Linked DNA regions of Zea mays: region 2 is linked to region 1. The links are chromatin contacts, called in public Hi-C maps. All regions are on one chromosome and are shown on one strand. Each heading gives the region's core, a stretch centred on a gene start, on an enhancer-like site or on the middle of the called end of the contact. The rest is flanking DNA. Distances are from core to core; before and after follow the strand shown. Region 1 holds the start of LOC103647781 (putative polyol transporter 1). Region 2 holds the start of LOC100285943.

Region 1 (2,907 bases), core at 248-2,747:
AAGAAGCTGCCGCCGATTGTGATGCCTTTCGAGAGGGACAGGAAGGTCATGGAGATGACGGCGCTGGTGACGCGGTTGCTGGCCACGCCCACGGCGAAGCCCAGCGCGCGCACCCGCAGCGGGAATATCTCCGAGGTGTACACGCCCGTGATGGGGCCGAGCCCGATGGAGAAGAAGGCGATGTAGGCCAGGGTGGACGCGATGCACAGGGCCACGGCCCACGCCACCTTGCCGTCCGGGTGGTGCCCCGCCACGGTCAGGCCCGCGCCGAGGCTGAGGAGCGACACGATCATCCCGCCCGTGCTGGCCAGCAGCAGCGGCCGCCGCCCCGCGCGGTCCAGCAGGAACGTGGCCACCAGGATGAAGAACGTCTTGGTCACGCCCACCGCGCAGGTCACGCCCAGCAGCTTGTTGTCGTCGGTGATCCCCGCGCTCTTGAACAGGCGGGCGCTGTACTGGACCACGGAGTCGCTGCCGGAGGCCTGCTGGAAGAAGTGGAGCCCGACGGCCGACAGCAGTATGCGCCGCACCGCCGGGGTCGGGGACAGGATGAGCTGCTTCCAGACCTGCGTCTCACTACTGCCGCCGTCTCGCCCCTTGTTGGGTACGGCGACCACGTCCCCGTCCAGGTCCCTGGGAATCCCCGCCGCGGCCTTGATGTCGGCCAGCCGCGCCGCGGCCTCCTCTGGCGTGGCCGAGGTCCTCTCCAGCACGACCCTGGCGTCCGCGAGGCGGCCCTTCAGGACCAGCCACCGAGGCGACTCGGGCATGCAGAACACCAGCAGCGCCAGCAGCGCGGACGGGACCGCGCCGATGGCGAGCATGACGCGCCAGCCGAGGTGGAGCGGGAGGCGCGCGAACGCGAAGTTGGACACGTAGCCGAGCAGGATGCCGATGTTGATGAACACCTCCGGAAAGGTCGTCAGGAAGCCCCGGGACGCCGCCGGCGAGATCTCGGCCGTGTACACGGGCGCGATCATGCCCCCGTAGCCCACGCCGACTCCGGCCACGAACCGGCCCGCCATGAGCATGCCGTAGTTCACGGCGAAGCCCATGAGCAGCGACCCCGCGAAGAAGATGACGGCGGCGAAGACCACGGTCAGGCGGCGCCCGATCCTGTCGGACGTGCGCGCGCCGGCGAAGGACCCGAAGAGCGAGTAGAGGCTCAGGATCCCTATCAGGATCTCCAGCTGCACGTCCGTGATCCTCAGGTCCTTCTTGATGTACATCGCCGCTCCACTCATCACCCCGATGTCTACAGGGTTGGTGAACAGAACATAAACTTCACCTACCAGTTACTCTTGCAAAGCAAAAGGCAAAACGTTTTGACAGCAACGGAAGAATGGCTACCATAGCCAAGGATGACGGAGGCCATGGAGGCGAGGATGGCACAGATGGAGGCGTACTTGACGTTGCCCTTTTTCCTCGGCTCGACGACCTTTGCCAGCTCGTCGGAAGCCATCGTTAACGGCTGTGCTTCTTTGATCTCCGATTAGAGATGATAAGGTGGTGTGCAGCGCTGTGCCTAACTCTTTGTGTTAAACGCGTGTATATATAGACAAAGAGCAATGATTGGAGATATATGAGCATGACCTCATCTCGCCAACGGTGACGTGACTTTTGGACCGCCAAGAATAGGCAGTTCAGCACTTGCACTTGAGCTCCACGCCTCGACCAATTTTATCTTTCTTGTGTTTCAGGGGGAAAAAACCCGGCAGAATTCATTACACATCCATGCATTCTTACCGGGTTTAAACCAACTTTGCAATGCAAAACACTGTTTTATATTATAGATGACATATTTATAGAGTAAAGTTTAAAATAGTTAGTAAAATATAGAGTGAGATAATTAGTCTGCTGTAAATAGTCTTTGGTGTGATGCTCTTAAATGAGACCGAATGGTTTAAATCATTTATTTTACACATATACACACACTAGTAACTTCTTGTTAAAAGCCGCTAGGAATTGGAGGCATGTCGGCGCCTCACGGGTGCCGCTGCTATCGGCTTGCTGACACGTGGCTGCGGACGCAGTTTTTTCTTCAATCCAACCGAAACGGAAGGAGCCATCCGCGTCGATCTCCGCCCCGGCCCCTCCCTCTCCGACCCACCAGGGCAGCTAGCGCCTCTAGGGCATCTCAGCGACTCAGCTCCTCCTCCCGCGTGGTGCCAGCCGCCACCTCGGCCTCGACGCCGGAAGCTTCCCCGCCACCCATGCCCCTTGTTGACCTCGTACCACGGCATCCCACTTTGTGCCCTCCTCCACGCGATGCCCATCGCCTTTCAGCTCCTCTACCAACCCACTCCCCTGCCCTCGCCGCTTGGGACCCACGCCGATGCGGCGGCGGCACACTGCGCCGAGGAGGAGCTATGTTGCCCTCTGCTCTCCTCCAATGTATCGCCCCTGCGCCACGCAATGTTTGGGATGGCCTCCTAACGGCGCACGCTGCTGCTCGGTGAAAGAGAATTAGGCTTACACCTAGTCCCTAATTAATTTTGATGGTTGAATTGCCCAACACAAATACTTGGACTAACTAGTTTGCTCTAGTGCATAAGTTATACAGGTGCTAAAGGTTCACACTTAGCCAATAAAAAGACAAAGTATTAGGTTCAACCAAAGAGCAAAGGGACAACCGAAGGCACCTCTGGTCTGGCGCACCGGACTGTCCGGTGTGCCACCGGACATGTCCGGTGCACCAGAGGACTCCGACTTCAAACTCGTCACCTTCGGGAAATTCCAGAGGCGACTCCGCTATAATTCACCGGACTGTCCGGTGTACACCGGACATGTCCGGTGCTCCAAGGAAGAGCGGCCTCCGGAACTCGCCAGCCTCGGGAATTCATTTCAGCTGCTCCGCTATAATTCACCGGACTGTCCGGTGTATACCGGACTGTCCGGTGTAACAGC
Region 2 (2,907 bases), core at 147-2,646, 140 kb after region 1:
TCTCTTCTCTCAATGTGTGAGTACCTTGAGCAAATGTGTTTCTATGTTTCCTGGGTTGTGTTTGGCTAGCCCCTGATATAAAGTGATCATTGCCTATCTATTACTTAGATTGATTATATTTACTATTTATTTGTTACTGACATTTTATTGTTTTTCTTGTTGTACTCTTGACTCTTGACCTTTGTAAATGCTATTGCTCATTCCTTTTTTTTAAAGCAGTCTGCTTCTGACTGTCACTAAATATGTTGTAATTTTTAGCAATGGCATGCTGCATCATTTTTTGTAGAAATATTCAAATCGTGTCCTTTTGGTTTTGCTCTGGAAGACAAATGGATCTGGGTTCTGGGTTGTGTTTAAGCCTATTAGTTGTGTTTAGTTACGTGAATGATACTTAGGGTGTTTGTTTGGTATTATAATCTATCCAGATTATATAATCCAACAATTTTTGAACTAAGTGTTAGTTCAAAAGTTGTTAGATTATTTAATCTGGTTAACAAACACCCCCTTAAACAATAGTGAATAGGATTCACTTTATAACATCAAGAAAGTGGATGACGGTGAACCCAGGAAAATTCTGTTTTTTCTTCTTCTTTTTTACACCTTAGCTTGATGCAATGGTACTGATGATTGTAATGTAGTGGTGAAACAACTAGACTAAAATAACAAAATTTATGTATGGATATGATCACAAATGTATTAAGAAACATTTTTCTCATAACAGTACTGTGATATTATGTGTTTTCATTGTAATGCACGGGCACTCACCTAGTACTATATATACTAGTTAGACTTTATATAATTAAAAAAATTTATCTCGTAGCAATTTTGAATAGCTATTTTCAGAATCCTATACTGGACATCGTCCCGTCGGGCTGCTATACTCCCTGACTTGTGGATGCCTTCACACTTGCCGTTGTAGTCGTCCTGTTTTGAAGGCATTGAACTAGCAGCGCAATGGACAAAAAAGGCATTGTCTAGTGAAAACTCTTAAGACATCTATGGTGGAGATTAAACATGCTTTGAGTAATGCTTGAGATGTGTGGTTTAGTAAAATTGGAGAGAGTGCAATAAAGCAGCTCACGAATTAGCTCAGCTAGCAAGACGCACAATGAGAGAAACAACTTTTCTTTTGTATCAGTGAGCTCGTTAAACTAGAAAGTAATTATACTTTTTGGCGAATGAATGCACTCTTTCTCTCGAAAAAGAAATGTGCAACAAATCATGCGACCTGAGTCCGCCGGCTCAGCCGCGCAAATTGCAGCATGTCACCGTAGCGTTAAGCCCAAGCTTGTTCCGGCCCAGTAGCGTCAAGCCTGCCCGCAGCGGTCCACGTCAGTCCGCCCGGAAGATTCTTCCTCCGTCTCCAAACCCCCTGTGGCCCTGTCACCGATTCCCTACCCTCACCGTCGCGGATAATTAATAAATAAAACCCCAAAAAGAAATATCCAAGGCCGCGCCGTGCGCGCAATCCCCCTCGCTCGCACCATGGCGCTGCAGCTCCAGCTGCCGCGGCCGCTCGCCGCCGCACGGCCCTCTATCCTCCTCCCTTCCCCAGCCCATGGTGCCTCCGCTTCCGCGACCCCCCTTCACGCCCGCGCAGGCGGCGTTGCGTTTTCGCTCCAGACCAACGTGCGCCTCCTCAAGCCCAACCGCCGCGTCCGCCGCTCTCGGGACCCCTACTACGATCTCGACGAGGACGACGAGGAGGAGGCGGAGTTCGACGAGGACGATGAAGACGACGAGGAGGGCTACGAGAGCGATGTAAGTTAACCCCATTGCCAATTCGCTAGTTTCCCATTCCTCACTTATTGTCCGCATAGGTTTGCTTGATAGAACACCTGATCCCTGCCATCATTGGATCATACCATCTTAGAAATGTCATGTTGATAGTAGCAACTGAACAGGACTTTTGCTATTTTGCGGTTCACATGTGCAACACACAGTTCTCACGGTTGACTGAACGAGTTAAACGTGTGTCCTTGTATAGGCACACCACGAACCATGATGGAACAATTACCTAAGATCTAGTGACCTGTAAGGTTTAATCTGCCATTTTGCCACTTATGTGCTTCGGCTTGTAGGATTGGAATTTGGAACTAGTGGCTTTGTTGTGTTTGGTTGTTTGCGTTCTCCTGCACTTCCCTTCTAAGTTCTAACATGTTTCTCTGGTGTACAATTGTTTGTCTTCATTACTGGTGTCCTCTGTGTTCCCCCAAGTTGTGACATATTGTGAATGACATGTAGTGTGGCGTGATATTTGTCTGGTCATTAGGCCATTCTCAGTGGAAGTTTAATTCTCATTAAATGACATGCCGCATATGCAAAGAGGATGACATGACATGCAATTTTATGGGATGCAATTCTGCATACACTGTTTCCTGCACAAATGTTGACATGACAACCTTGAAAACTGTGCAATAAAACCATCAATTGAGAATGGCCTTAACATCTGGTCGGTGTTCCTCAAATTCAGCATCAACAGATTAAGGCTTCGAAATATGAAGCTGCATAAATGGCACATTGCCCCCCAATCCCTGTTACCCATATTGTTAGAAGAAACACCATAATGGCTCAAAGGATTAGCTAAGATTTTTACTGAATGGCCGTAACTGATCAATAACACATTTTTACTGAATCAGTTCATCAAAGTCCATATCTATATCATCACCACAAAAATAGATTATATATGCATATATTATGTTTGTAGTACTTGTCCGCTGTGTTCCAGTACCACTGGATGATTGACTGGCAATCTGAAATGCATATGTTTCACTGAGCACCCCATAAAATTATATCTTTGAATTCTGAGTTCGAATTGCATGACAGACAAATGTTGAATATGGAAAAACTTTGTATTTTTATATCCTGTTGTTTATTTGGCCATGGAACGTAACATTGGAATCTTAT

What was found. A called contact is a pair of places that touch in the nucleus more often than the background predicts.
Region 2: a Hi-C map of tassel shows a contact between it and region 1, with 2.7 times the contacts expected there. The contact joins the promoter of LOC100285943 here to the promoter of LOC103647781 in region 1. A contact is called at or near these places in 3 of 25 Hi-C or Micro-C datasets (ear, leaf and tassel).

What each region holds. Positions count from the first base shown.
Region 1 is chr2:214,515,479-214,518,385 of Zm-B73-REFERENCE-NAM-5.0, forward strand. LOC103647781 (putative polyol transporter 1) reads right to left here and starts at 1,498. Exons shown (of 2, transcript NM_001322985.1): 1 at 1,351-1,498; 2 at 1-1,255. The coding sequence starts at 1,462.
Region 2 is chr2:214,651,494-214,654,400 of Zm-B73-REFERENCE-NAM-5.0, forward strand. LOC100285943 reads left to right here and starts at 1,397. Exons shown (of 5, transcript NM_001413843.1): 1 at 1,397-1,761. The coding sequence starts at 1,486.